Regions from separate parts of the Sus scrofa genome. Here regions 1, 2, 3 and 5 are each linked to region 4. The links are chromatin contacts, called in public Hi-C and promoter capture Hi-C maps. All regions are on one chromosome and are shown on one strand. The core of a region is the stretch at or near the end of the contact, and the rest is flanking DNA. Distances in the headings are between cores, read along the strand shown.

Evidence for each region. Promoter capture Hi-C pulls out the DNA fragments that hold promoters and counts their contacts. Hi-C and Micro-C count contacts between places; a contact is called where the count stands out from the background.
Region 1: a Hi-C map of embryonic fibroblasts shows a contact between it and region 4, with 1.5 times the contacts expected there. The contact joins the promoter of EXOSC3 here to the promoter of SHB in region 4. A contact is called at or near these places in 2 of 47 Hi-C or Micro-C datasets (embryonic fibroblasts and epiblast stem cells).
Region 2: a promoter capture Hi-C map of liver shows a contact between it and region 4, with 4 times the contacts expected there. The contact joins the promoter of ALDH1B1 here to the promoter of SHB in region 4. A contact is called at or near these places in 4 of 5 promoter capture datasets (fetal liver, fetal skeletal muscle and liver), 6 of 47 Hi-C or Micro-C datasets (epiblast stem cells, liver, retroperitoneal adipose tissue and 1 more) and 1 of 2 datasets of contacts at active chromatin or transcription factors (skeletal muscle).
Region 3: a Hi-C map of liver shows a contact between it and region 4, with 6 times the contacts expected there. The contact joins the promoter of TOMM5 here to the promoter of SHB in region 4. A contact is called at or near these places in 1 of 5 promoter capture datasets (fetal liver) and 4 of 47 Hi-C or Micro-C datasets (embryonic fibroblasts, heart right ventricle, liver and 1 more).
Region 5: a contact with region 4 is called in a Hi-C map of fetal skeletal muscle, with 2.7 times the contacts expected there. The contact joins the enhancer-like site here to the promoter of SHB in region 4. A contact is called at or near these places in 1 of 5 promoter capture datasets (fetal skeletal muscle), 8 of 47 Hi-C or Micro-C datasets (fetal heart ventricle, fetal skeletal muscle, fibroblasts and 4 more) and 1 of 2 datasets of contacts at active chromatin or transcription factors (skeletal muscle).

The regions. Positions count from the first base shown.
Region 1 is chr1:238,540,364-238,543,063 of Sscrofa11.1, reverse strand. It overlaps EXOSC3 (exosome complex component RRP40), which reads left to right and starts at 1,308. Exons shown (of 4, transcript XM_001929006.4): 1 at 1,308-2,275. The coding sequence starts at 1,952.
Region 2 is chr1:239,108,386-239,111,085 of Sscrofa11.1, reverse strand. ALDH1B1 (aldehyde dehydrogenase X, mitochondrial) reads right to left here and starts at 1,272. Exons shown (of 2, transcript XM_003353586.5): 1 at 1,016-1,272.
Region 3 is chr1:238,331,725-238,334,424 of Sscrofa11.1, reverse strand. TOMM5 (mitochondrial import receptor subunit TOM5 homolog) reads left to right here and starts at 1,359. Exons shown (of 2, transcript XM_003122021.5): 1 at 1,359-1,567. The coding sequence starts at 1,447. It overlaps LOC102165621 (a long non-coding RNA gene), which reads right to left and starts at 1,240. Exons shown (of 3, transcript XR_301353.3): 1 at 1,149-1,240.
Region 4 is chr1:238,825,044-238,827,743 of Sscrofa11.1, reverse strand. SHB (SH2 domain-containing adapter protein B) reads left to right here and starts at 1,320. Exons shown (of 6, transcript XM_021066254.1): 1 at 1,320-2,654. The coding sequence starts at 1,944.
Region 5 is chr1:239,085,593-239,088,292 of Sscrofa11.1, reverse strand. No RefSeq gene overlaps it. Among named protein-coding and RNA genes, the nearest start is that of ALDH1B1, 23 kb to the left of the region's middle. Within about 2 kb of position 1,407, at least 5 of the 83 cell types and tissues checked have an H3K27ac peak or open chromatin away from gene starts, as enhancers often do. A contact at or near this core is called in fetal skeletal muscle, where this site is marked.

The DNA.
Region 1 (2,700 bases), core at 59-2,558, 280 kb after region 4:
CTGGTCTCCTATGCATTCCCCAGTCACTGAAGCCACTTTCACAGCCAGAAAACATTGAGCACGCCTTTCGGAAACAAGAACTTCGCAATCGCGGCCCAACGCCTCACTTAGTGCCGCCGTCAGGGTTCGCGGCTCCTAGCCGGACTCCGCACACTTGCTAATGGCCTCGGCTTCCCACGCAACCGCATGCAGGGCCTGCCCGCTGCTCCCATTTCGCGCTTACTCACCAGTGGCCACACGGCTCCGCGGCGGCGAAGCACCTACGTGGTGACACGCAGTGCCCAGGCCAGGCTGCCTTCCCGCCTCCCGGGTGCCTTCCAGCGTCCCACCCTCTGGGCACGCCCTTTTGGGAGGGTCGCGCAGAGCACCGCCCACGAGGTACTTTCGACCCGCCCCTCCCGGCCTCAGCTTCCTGTCTCAGGTAACCACTCTTTTCCAGGCCTCTGGTCTGTGGACTTAGGGATGTGCGTGCCCACGTGCCACCCCCACAGAAGTGCCCTTGTTAGGACTCCTCAGCCGTATCTGGGCTGAGTTCCTGACAGAGACTCCTCTACTGATGCCTGAGAGGCCATCCAGGGATCGTTTCCTGACCTCTCAGGCTGTAACCCAATGTCACTGAGCACAATTCAGGCATGGTCTTGGCCCAGTCGTGATTGAGTTAGTCTTGGTCACCTAATACCTACTGGATTCAGGTCTTCAGGAACTGGGTTGGAGTAGGGAGGAGAGAAAAATAATCTACACCATCCTTTCTGCAAAGGTAACCAACCAGATTGTTTTTACAGCAACTGACTACAAAACAAACAACAAAAATTACATTTCAGTTGACCTCTGGTATCTTATTTAGGTGTCTCACCAGTATCTTACAGAGTATGGAGAGTATATTAGAGGTAATCTCTTTTAAATATGATCAGAGCCACACCCTCCCAAATCCCCAGGAGCTCTGACTCCTACGATTATTTGGCTAAGGCTAATTGGAGGTGCCAGTTGACAGAGGAAACGGTGATTTAAAATTTTTTTTCTTTTTTTGGCCGCACTCGAGGCATGTGCAAGTTACTGGACCAGGGATGGAATCTGTGTCACAGCAAGGCCCCGAGTGAGAACTCTGGAAAATGATTTCAAGTGAGAGTCCTGAAAATCAGAAGAACAGAGCTGATGTGCTATTGATTTGGAATTCAACTGCTTTTCACATAGGCAACTAAAGCTAGCTCCAGGGAAAGCAGTAGCAAGGATTTAACTGCCATTAGCGATTTTTCTAAGCCAGCTAGGGGTAGCGCAATTATGTGGAAATATGCATGCAATATGTATCTATTCGAAGGGAGGAAAAAAGCCTAGGTAGAAATGCACATCAAAATGTTAACATTCATTCTTCCTTTTATTCACCGGGTATTACCTACTTCGTGCCAGGACCTGCGCTACAAACAATGGGAACTAGCTGACAATCTAGCAAGGGAGACAAACGGGCGGCAAGACTAACACGTTTTATGTTCTTATTCTTCTCTATGTTTTCCATTATGTGAATAGATATATTCTCAAGCAAAACCCAAAAAGATTTCATACTGAAAAAGAAAACACTTTTCCTCGTAAAGGTCCTTTTGAGGGCAGAGTCAGAAAGGAGAGCCAACTCAAGAAGGACCTCTGCTCAGTTCCTAAGGCTCCCCGGGAACCAAAGGTGGCGCCGTCTCGTATCGCACCGTCCGATCCGAGACACCGGAAGTGGAGGCTCCGCGACAGACTCAAGCTGCGCGTTTCTCCTGCTGACCACCGCAGGATTAGCGGCCGGCTAGAGACAATCATAGCTACCTTGGGGCAACCTCTGAGAGCACAGAACTGTCAGGCATCACTGCAGTAGTTTCAAGTCCCACAGGCCTGTGCTGCCGGAAACGGAAAGCTTTGGGTGGCCTGGCGATTGGACGCGGACCCGGAAGCCGGAAACTGTTTAGTTACACTCGCTATGGCTGAGCCAGCCGCTCATGCTGCGGAGTCCTTTGCTGGTTGCAGGGCGCGGGCAGCCCGTACAGTGCTGGATCAGGTGGTGCTCCCGGGTGAGGAGCTGCTGCTGCCTGAGCAGGAGGACGGAGAAGGCCCAGGAGGTGCAGGGGAGCGACCGCTGCGCCTGAACGCCGGAGCGCGCCCGCGGGTGCGCGTGGTGTGTGGCCCGGGCTTGCGGCGTTGTGGCGACCGGCTGCTGGTCACCAAGTGCGGCCGCCTCCGTCACAAGGAGGCCGGCGGCGGCGGCGGCAGTGGCGTCTATTGGGTGGACTCGCAGCAGAAGCGGGTGAGCCGGGTCTCCGAAGGGGTGGGACGGCCGGGAGAGGGCTGGGAAGACTCCTCGAGAGAAATACAGAAGGGACCCTGGAGCCCTCTTTTAAGGCTAGCCTACAGCTACCGTAGTCTTGTGCTTACCCTCCGCAACTCCTTTAGGGGGACTGTGAACAACTGTAAAGTGACCCGAGATGGGCGACCAGGAAAGGATTTTGGAGATCTTGTCACATAAGGGGATAAGGGCTGTGAGACACGTCATTATCTTCAAAACTCCAAAAGTCAAGGAGCCGCAGACTTGTCTTTGAGGGTCCCAAAGAACCAGGCTCAATGAGTAGATGTCACAGGGACTTATGCAAACAAACCACTGAACTCATGCAAACAAAAACTAGGGAGTTCCTGAGGATACAGGAACAGAAGGATACAGAAGAGTTGTGGAAT
Region 2 (2,700 bases), core at 23-2,522, 280 kb before region 4:
CCCAGCTAAGTCCCCAGCCCCACACAAATGAAAGATTCCTAGGAAGCCATCCCTTGGGGAGAAGCTGAGCCAGCAGACCTGACAGGGGTGCATGCAGGGTTCACTCTGTTCAGGACTCTGACCCACGCTGGGACAGAAGCGATCTTGCATCCATTAGGCCTGCGTCTGAGGAGGGAGGAGTCCCTGGGGAGGTCAGGATAAGGTGGATGGGGGGGTTAACCAATCCACGGGGTAGGGGTGGAGGGGGCTAAAGAGGGCAAGAGGATTGATCACAGACCAAGGTTGGCAAGGCTACTTTCATGCACAGCCAAGGCTGTTTCTATTCTAGGGACCTACTTGGGGTCGCCTCAGGGGCCTCCACCATCATGTGGGTAGAGAAGTGCTCACAGAACATCATACTTTACAGTCTGCAGGCCATCTTCTGAGCAATCAATTCACCTGAGGCTTCTAGAAGCCCCAAGAGAATTTAGGTTGATGATGACAACCCATTCTGGAAGAAGGTTGGGGATCAGAGAGGTTCTGGGACTCACTGAGGACACACAGCAAGTAAGAATAGGAGCCTCAGCCTGGATTCCCACAGCCCTATCTTTGTGTTTCCCCCCTCCTACGGACAACTCTTTTATTAGCGCCCACTGTGCCCACTGGGTCATCGAGGACCGGGTAGCGCCCACCTTATCCTTTCTGCTGGAGGGAGTGCGTGTACTGGCCTCACAGCTACAATCCGGGGCTCTCTACTACAGTGGGCCCAGTGGCGGGGAGCGACGAGGTCAAGGTAACCGGGAAGATTTGAGGTTTCAAAGGTCTGTGTCTTCAGGGCCCCTCCGGCGCCACCCAGAGACCCGGTGTGGGAGGCGGGGTGGGAAGCAGGAAGAGGTTCCCACAGCGTTCCCTCGGGCGGAAAGGCGGGCCCCCAAATCGGGAAGCCGAGACCCAGGGAGGAAGCCTGCGTTGCAGCGAAGGGAGTCGTGGCCAGTCCGTGAGAAGTGGGGGCCGAGGAGAGAGGGGCGCCAGTTACCTGCAGCAGGCTGGAGCTCGCGGTCTGTTTTGGGATCCGACTCCCCCAGGTCTAGTCTGGCCACCGGCCCGGGGCTCGCCACAGGCCCCGCCTCCGCGTAGTTCGAAGCTCAGCAGCCAATGAGGCTCCGCCTGCGCCCAGGGCGCCGCAGACCTTCCGCAGCGCGGCCAACGCCGCTCCTACCCCCAAGCGCTGGCTGTTCTATGCCTTCAGGATTGGGGGGGGGGGGGGTGCTGCTAGCTCACTACCCTTCTCAAGGTCTAGTGGCCCCCTATCCCTGCGAATATTCCGCACCATGCAAGCGCTCCTTCTCAGGCATCGCCACGCAGAGCTAGGGGTCCTAAGACGCACGTTTGGGCGCGGAAACAAAAATCCAGAAACGATAGGACTTCAAAGGTCACACATCAATGGGAGCCTGGGCCCCAACTGTATTTTTCCTTTCTCCTTTGCACACAATGCACCTTATTAGGTTACCATTCTCCCCCGCCCCCGCGCGCAGTGCCCGAGTTTTGTGGAAGTTCCCGGCCAGGTAGGGCCAGGTATAGAACCCGCGCCACAGCAGCAACTCAAGTCGCTGCAGTGACAACTTGGAATCCTTAACCTAGGATGCCCAGCAAGGGAACTCCTGAGTTCCTATCCTTGAGGCTCTCCTTAGCCTCTTCTGTGCCTTTCCCTCTCTCTCACTTCTTTTTCCTTGGTTCACTAATTTGTCTTCCACCTTCACTGCTCTTTTTCCCAGTAGATTTTATATTTGAGCTTTTAAAAGCTGCATTGGAGCGGGGGTGGGGTGGGGCTAAGGACACCAAGAATATATGCACAATGCAGAAAGCTTTGAAAACACAGAAAAGGTTCCAAGAAGAAAAAAATATTATCTTCAATCCTTTCACCCAAACGTTACCATCCATCTTGCTGATACTTTTTTCCTCTGCATTGTTCAAAAACTCTTTTAATGAAAATGAAATCATATGGTGACTTCTTTTTTGCTGCCTTTTAAAAGCAATTTACTCTGAACCTTTTATGGTGTCACTAATTAATTAAATGGCAACATCATCCTCTCCCGGGTGGCCTAGAATTGTGTGGTAAGATGGCTTGTTGATGGACATGGAGACTGTTTCCATTTGTTGTTGCCATACGGGATGCTAATTCCTGAACCTGCCGTCTTCCACCGGCTCCACCTCCACTGCACCCTCCTGGTTGGAGAAGTTAGGAAGCTCTGAGCAGGCCCCCAGCCTCATTTGCAGCTAGAGTTCTGAATGTAAACTAGGTGGTGCCGATTAGCAGTACCACTGCCACATGTGGCAGGTGGAGGGTACAGTCCTGCTGCCTTTGGGTCATCACTAGTATGATGGCAGAAATGTGAGGTTTTCTGCATTCTTCTCCAGCTCCCTGGGTATGAGATGCCTGCTGCAGCTGTGGTTCCTTGACTCCAGCTACTTGTTCCCTGCTCTTTAAATCATGGCCTAAGGACTGTGTCTTGAGCTAAATAGCCCCCAAAGTGGTCTCAGAGGGTAACAAGGCTGGTGGACTCTATCCATCTTGTTCTGAGTCAGTCCTGAAGGTCAAGTCCTCCCTGATTCTCCATCCCTCTGGCCCTTCCAGCAATTCTGTCAGCACCCACTCTCTCTCTTAAATCTCTACCTCTCCATATATTTAGAATATGCACATTTTCCTGTTTGAACCTGATT
Region 3 (2,700 bases), core at 110-2,609, 490 kb after region 4:
TGGAGCCATTCCTTGGGAATCAGCCCCTCCCACTCCAGGGCTGCCTCTGCTATTCCACTGCATGAATTATAGATGCAAGAGGTTACTAAAGCCTGAATAAGCAAATGAGTTCCCTTTCTTGACTCAATGTGTTACATTCTGTCAATCAGGAAGGCAGGGGGTTGGGGGGGGGGGAAGAGCAAGATTTAAGAGTTATCTGTTGCTTCCATAGTAAATTACTGTTCAAATTTATCTAAAATCCATTGTTGCTATGCAATGTACAGTCTAGAAGGAGCATTCTGGTCTTGAATTATGTGAGCAAGTCAGTCATCTGGTTCGTGTCTGAGAATTATATATGGCTAGTTGGCATGCATAATTTGGGGCAGCAGCCTTCTAACAACTGTTTTGATCATTCCGTGACAGGAAATCTGGTTGCATTAAATTCCTACCTTCTGCTTCCAGAGATGCCCATCCAAGCAGGCACTAATAGCTAATAAAGACTAACAGAGGAACAAAAGGGTGCAGGGGAAAGAGAATTCAATTTAATATTATAATTATTTGCATTAGAACCCTGCCTCTGCCCATCATTAGTAGAAAGACTTTAGGAATTACACTGGGTTTCTAAACCTCTCTGTCCTTATCTGTAGAATGTTGAACAGATCTAAACTTGATTTATATACACTGTATCACTGGGCCAATACTGTAATTTGTGATGATCAGTTAACACTGAAAATGAGATGACAATAATAAAACGTAAAATGTTAAAAACTATGTGTCTGGGACCCTACTGGTCTAACTAGGTACACAACCCTGCTCAGAATTGACTAGTTGTGTACCTTGAGCAAATGTCATCATCTTTGTCTTTTTATTTTAGCTCATCATTAAAAAGTTCAAAATTATTCATAATAAAAGACTGGAATAATTAACTGAAATGATACACTAATCACCACCTAAGTTATTTTCAATATTTTGCTAATATCCTTTCATCTCTCTTTCCCAACCCTTTTTTTTCCCCCTGAGGTATTTTAAACACTATCTGGGCAAGTTGTTTTAAAGATCTCTGTGCTTTAATTTTCTTATCTAGAAAATGAAAATAATAATATCGAATTCATGAGTAGAAATGTACTGCGTATTTAATAAATGCTAACTATTATTATTTAAGATGGTACCTAAGTGCACCTCCCCCTCCGAGGCGCAAAACCACTTTGCCGCTCCACGCGCGGGGCTCAAGACAGGAGCCTGCAGGAACCCGAGTCGCGCGTCGCTAAGATGGCGTGTGCCCCCTTCAGGCCGCCCTCCTTCAGAACAAGTCAATGTAAGGATGAATTTTGTCCTTCGCAGGCTCCCGTCGCAGGAGTCGAAAACGAGGGGCGGGAACAGGAAATGGGATTGGGTCGAGTTCCGGGCGCCACACGGAAGCTGAGAATTGCAGAGCGCGACCACTGGAATTGGTGAGGCAGAGCCGCGATGTTCCGGATCGAGGGCCTCGCGCCGAAGCTGGACCCTGAGGAGATGAAACGGAAGATGCGTGAGGATGTGATCTCTTCCATACGGAACTTCCTCATCTATGTGGCCCTGCTGCGAGTCAGTGAGTGTCCTTTCAGGCTGTGGCCGTGAAACTAACAGGGAGCTCGCGGACACTGCCCTCCAACTTTGATCCCATTGGCCTTTGGGGGCCTTGAACTAAACTAAGCGGTCGCTGGGCGCAAGGGACGTGCACGTCGAGGGCAGCGGGCGCATGCGCGACGCGGTTAGGATCTGCTTGTGAGGGCTGGAGTGTTTTAGGGCACGCGGCGACCTGGACCTCGAGGTTGAATCACGGTCCAGGGTAATCACCCAGCCCGACCGTTTGAAATGAAAGCGCCTCAAGGGTTATCTCCCAGAGCAGCTACCTCGTTTTGCACACAGAAAAACTTGTGTCTAGAGTGGATAAATGGCAGGCTCAAGGTCACTCAGCGATTTGGTGAATGATCTTGACCTAGAATCCAGAATTCTTTACTCGCTGCCAAGTTTCCTTCCATTATTGCTGACCTCTGAAATCCAAAAGGTTTTGTTCCTTTTATTTGTATGGAGGGCGGAGTAAATAATTGCTATTTTAAAAGAATGACGAAAAAAGAGTATGAGTTAATAGGATTAATTTTTTTTTCTCTTGGCCACACAGAGGCATATGGAAGTTACCCGGCTAGGAATCTAATCTGAGCCAGAGCTGCAGCCTATGCCACGGCTGCAGTAACAGCCGGATCCTTAACAACTGCTCTGGACCGGGGCTGGAACCGCGCCTCCACAGAAACAAACCCGATGTGTTAATCACTGGGCCACAGTGGAAACTTCCTAATAGGACTGATGATAATACCTGAGAGTTTATTCGATTTTATTTTTGATAGAAACTATTTGCACTGCCTGATCTTCACAATAGCCCTGGGAGAGGCAGGACATAAATCTCTGTCCACTTTGCAAATAAGAACTCCACATTTAGAGGGCACTTACGCAAATTATCAGAATTACCAGCACACAATATTAGATCTGGATGCAGTTTTATAGATCAGTTTTCTAGTTTTACTGATAGGAATTTGAGAAGCACTTTGCCCCTCCGTCTCATTTTCAGTTCAGTGTTCTTTTCCTTGTTCCTTGCTGTATGTTAGTAGGTCCTTGATGAAGAGGAAGAGACGATTCAAATAAATGAAGGTCATACTAAGGTCATCTTGTAGAGGGCTCCTTTTG
Region 4 (2,700 bases), core at 71-2,570:
AGACTGAGAGTTTGACCTCCACCTCCAGTCCTGACCAAAAGAGCCAGTGGCCTTGCTCCCTGGTTTTTCAGGTGCCAATTTTCCTATAGGATATAGGAAAAAGTAGATTCTCCCAAAGCCCATCTGTAATGTACATGTTGCAAGTGGAGATAATTAATGATTTGGACAACCATCCTAATAAATCAGCATTTTTAGAGAATTTCTCAGATCTCAGTTCTTACCCATCAGGGTATGTCATATTCTGGGGCTTGACCAGCCAAATTCAAAGGAGCTCTAGTGCATTTACTTCCTTTCCAGGCAGTTCTTCAGTCTCTGGAGAGCGTATCTGCCTCCCAGGGAAAGCTTCACTGAGCATGATATGCCCCTGACTCGACCATGATATGCCCCTGACTCGACCTCAGTTTCCTCATTTTAATAATCAAAGAACGATGGGAAATGACACAATTTCGGCACCATCAGACTACTTAGCTGGCATTCAGGCCCACCTGGGTGACCTTGCTCTGAGCCTCAGTATCTCCATCATGTAAAGTGAGAGCCCTGGATTAAACGGAGCCTTGCCAGCTCCTACAACTTTAGGCATTAAATGTTCCAACAGTTCATTCTGCCAAGCTGGCTGTGAGCTGGGTTAAAGCCATGGCTTCCTCAGAAGTGAAAAGGTAAGCAAACATTTCGACCTCTCAGGTTGGCTCTCCCATTGGTGCGGAGCCGGGCCCCTGCCACCTATCCTGGCTGCATCCTTCATCTGGATTGCTAAAACACTTATTAGCATAAAGATTTTTTCCGATGATCTGGCACAGGGGGAGGAACGGGAGTCTTCGTGTCTTTAAGCAGGGGATAGGCACCCTGTTCCTAAGGGGCCTTGGCACCGCATTTCCTCCAAGTGGATCAAGCTGTTAACTAAAAATGTCCCATGTCCCCAACAGTGGGGATCCCTGCGTAGCATGGCGCGTGGATCTCAAGGGAGGGTTTGGCTTCTGCGCACAGCAGGCTCAGGCTGGCAACCTCTCGCCCTAGGCGGCGGCGGGCCGCGAGTGAGGCGGGGTTGGCTGCGCCGCAGGACCCCGGCGCCCTCAGGCGCGACCCGGGGACTGGCGCCGAGGCGGCCGCGGGAGGTGGCGCTTGCTGAAAGGGAGAGAAGTACTCCAGCCGAGGACCTGGGCGCTAGCGGGGTAGGGCCAGGGCCGAGGTCTGGCAGCAGGGCTGGTGGGGGTGGGCGGGGCGGGGCCTGCGGGGGCGGGCTGGGGGCGGGGCGCGCACAAGCCCGGGGAGGGCGGGGCCGCGGCGCGGGGCGGGCTCTGGCGGACAGAGTGTCACACACGCGGCGGTTCGGGAGGCGGCGACAGCGGCAGCGGCAGGCGCCGCCGGGACGGGCACGGGCGCGCGGGCTCGGGCGGGCGCCGGCTGCCTCCCTCCCTCCCTCCCTCCGTCGCTCGCTCGCTCTCCCGCCTGCTTGCTTGCCGGCCGGGGGCCGGGCTCACCCCACCACTCTTGGGAAGGAAGAAAGGGGCGGGGGGACCGAGGAAGCCGACAAGTTCCCGCAGCAGCGGCGGATCCCGGCCAAGGCGGAGCCTGCGGCTCCGACGGGACAGGAGCGCGCTCCGCGGCGGAGCGCACTGCCAGAGCGTCCGAGGAGGGGGGCGTCTGGGCCTTTCGCTCTCCTTGGGGCCGGGGCCGGGATCCCATGAGACGCGCCCGCGAGGGGCGAGAGATCCGAAGCCCAGGAGGCGCGCGGCGGAGGCGGAGGGCGGTGCTGCAGCTGCCGGAGCCCGGGAGCGGCCGGCAGGAGGCGGCGGAGAGAACTTGAACTTGGCGTCGGGAGCAGGCGCCCCGGACGCCCCTCGCCGGGGCCGGGGCGCCGTGGGACCTGGGAGGCAGCGCTGCCCCCCGAATGGCCGCGGCGGCGGACCGGGCTCCCGCGCCGCGGCCCTAGGCGGCCTCTCGCCATGGCCAAGTGGCTGAACAAGTACTTCAGCTTGGGCAACAGCAAGACCAAGAGCCCCCCACAGCCGCCGCGGCCAGACTACCGCGAGCAGCGGCGCCGGGGCGAACGGCCCTCGCAGCCCCCCCAGGCCGTGCCGCAGGCCCCCGCGGCCGCCTCGGCGTCCTGCGGTACGGCCGCCGCCTCCTGCTTCTCGGCCTCGTCCGGGTCTCTGCCCGACGACAGCGGCAGCACGAGCGATCTCATCCGTGCCTACCGCGCACAGAAGGAGCGCGACTTTGAGGACCCCTACAACGGGCCCGGCTCGTCGCTGCGCAAACTGCGAGCCATGTGCCGCCTGGACTACTGCGGCGGCGGGGAGCCGGGCGGGGGCCAGCGCGCCTTCTCGGCCTCGTCCGCGTCGGGCGCCTCGGGCTGCTGCTGTGCCTCCTCCGGCGCGGGCGCCGCCGCGTCCTCGTCCTCGTCCTCTGGCTCCCCGCACCTCTACCGCAGCAGCAGCGAACGGCGGCCCGCCACGCCGGCCGAGGTGCGCTACATCTCCCCCAAGCACCGGCTCATTAAGGTGGAGAGCGCCGCGGGCGGTGCCGGAGACCCCCCGGGGGGTGCCTGCTCCGGCGGCCGCACTTGGAGCCCGACGGCCTGCGGAGGCAAGAAACTGCTCAACAAGTGTGGCGCCTCGGCGACGGAGGAGAGCAGTGCCGGCAAGAAGGACAAGGTAAGGCGCCCCTCGGCCTCACCCGAGCTTCCAGAGCCACTGTGCG
Region 5 (2,700 bases), core at 158-2,657, 260 kb before region 4:
GATCTGATGGTGTGCAGGTCCCCTTCCTCCCAGCCCATGGACCACCAAGTGGAAGCCCAGGGATCCTGGCTCCATACCAGAGGACGAGTCCTTTCACTCCACACTATGAAGCAGCTGCCAGTGGGCTGAACCCCACAGGGAGTTCCCTGTGAAGTGGGAGCCTTACCCTCCCTTGCCTCTCAAGGACTATCCTGGAAACTCTGTCCTAAGCCTAGCCAGAGACTAGCATGGAAAAGAGGTGACTCGGGTCCTGCTTTTTTTGGTGGGGGTTTGGGGGATGCATTCTTTTTATGTCCACTAGAGGGTACTGTGTACATGCGTATAGGAGGCTCTGAACACATATCTGGGCATCCTCTCCTGCAAACACTCAAGTAGAGAAACAGGGACAAAGACATCCCCACACGTGCCTACAATCAGACACAAGGATACACAAACCCACAAATCATCACACACAGATGTGTACATACATACGCACCGGCACATGTGCACGAAAACATCTACTCATGAGCATAGTCACATGGCCAGAAGACATACAGAGACACACAATGCATGTATCCATATACACTCAGATCCACACATTTCACCTACACACACACACACACACACACACACACACACCACCACCACCACCACCACCACCACCACCACAAACCTAGGCATACACATGGCCAATTACACGTTGGCAGACAAATACGGTCACATGGGTGGTATTGTAAATACACATTCAGACACAGACATAAGCATGAAAACACAGACACGCATTCATGTCTAAACAGTACAAGTGCACCTACAAGCACACCTACCCTGGGCCTTTGTTATCTTACTTTTGTGGAAAATGAAGTCCCTTGAGGGATGATTAACATCGAGGTGTTTTCTAAGGAAAACAATGGAAATGTCAACTTCATACTCCCGATGGAACGGTTTTATTCGTTAAATGTTAATGAAAGGCAGTTCATTGAGTTTTTAAAGAGAGAAATAGCCACCCTGCTCTGACAAAGCAGAGAACCCAAGTCACAATTTACTAACATGTGGAGTTCTCCGAGATACCCTAAAACAAAAACTGGTTTAAAAAAAAAAATACTAAAGAAATTTCAATAGAAAAATCAATGTAAGCCATAATATTGTGTAAAGGCAAACAGTAAGTCCAAACCAGTCCTTTCTTCTCAGAAAGGATGATACAGAAGCATAGAGTCTTTGCAAGTGATTATCAGATGGCCAAGGCTGGAAGTTTGCCTTCGAAAAGACAAAGGCATTAAAATAAAAGAAAGGATTAAAAAAAGAAGGAGAAAGGGAAAAGGGCCTGTGAAAAGAGCTGCTTCGATAACAGCATTGTATAGCTGAGAAGAGGCAGCTGTCAGAAATGCACTGTGCTCCACACAGCCACATCCTGGCAAGAAACAGGTGTTCCCCGGGCAACAGGCAAAGGATCAAGTGGGAGTGTGAGTGGCACAGACATACACTGGCCATTGCTGTGTCTTCTCTACAGAAGTCTTGTAGACAGGAGGGAGAGGCTTGTCTTCTAGGTAAGAACTGCCAGGTCCACAACCCACCTCTGCCCCCTCCCTGGCACGTGGTACTGGCAGATCCTGCCCCTCCCTGGGCCTCGGTCTCCCCAGGGGAACAAGGAGGAAGTTGCCTTCTCTGCTCTCTAACGTTCCTTTTTTCTCAGACACCTTGTCATTTCAAGCCCCCAGCGGCATCTTTCTGAGACCCCATTGCATCCCATGGCCAGAAATCATCGCGAGTAGCTCTGTTTATGCACTTAACAAAGTGCCCGTTCCAGCCCATCAGCTCGATCCCAGGGAACAATAGCTCAGGAACAGATAAAAGGCATTCATCAGGCAGCCAGGCCCAATTATCATGTCACACTGAATGAATGTATTTTAAAATCTTTTCTGACAAGAAAATGTTCCAAGTAGGTACCTTCAAATTAGCTGGAAAATCCAGAGAATTCACTATTAGGCCTTCTTTGAAGAATCTTTATTCCCCCCTGCTGTTCCAGAGGAATTCCTTGGATATTATTAATTCCTCCTAAGAGTCTGACCTTGTCGTCCCCCACCCCACCCCCGGCTGGGATGGAAACACTTTGTCTGTCTGCCTGACTCCCCGGAAACCATTGCAGAGATGATACACACCACCACCCTGATAGGGCATCACCTGTCCACCAATTTCCAGGGTCAGGTGGGCTCCAGTGAAAATCCAGTTCAATTCCACCCACATTTATTGAGCATCTTTCTGTTCCTGAGAGCCCTGTGATAAAAGCTGAGTCTACCCAGCTCTTGTTGAAAGGACATTCTACTAATGGGGACATGCATGTAAACAGATCCGTGTCAGTGCGAGGGTTTTTTTTGTTTTGTTTTGTTTTGTTTGGTCTTTTTGCCATTTCTTGGGCCGCTGCTGCGGCATATGGAAGTTCCCAGGCTAGGGGTTGAATCGGAGCTGTAGCCACCAGCCTAAGCCAGAGCCACAGCAACTCAGGATCCAAGCTGTGTCTGCGACCTACACTATAGCTCACGGCAACCTCGGATCCTTAACCCACTGAGCAAGGCCAGGGATCGAACCTGCAACCTCATGGTTCCCAGTCAGATTCATTAACCACTGCGCCACGACGGGAACTCCTACTTTTTTTTTTTTTTTTTTTTTTTGTCTTTTCTGTCTTTTTAGGGCTGAACCCGTGGCATATGGAGGTTCCCAGGCTAG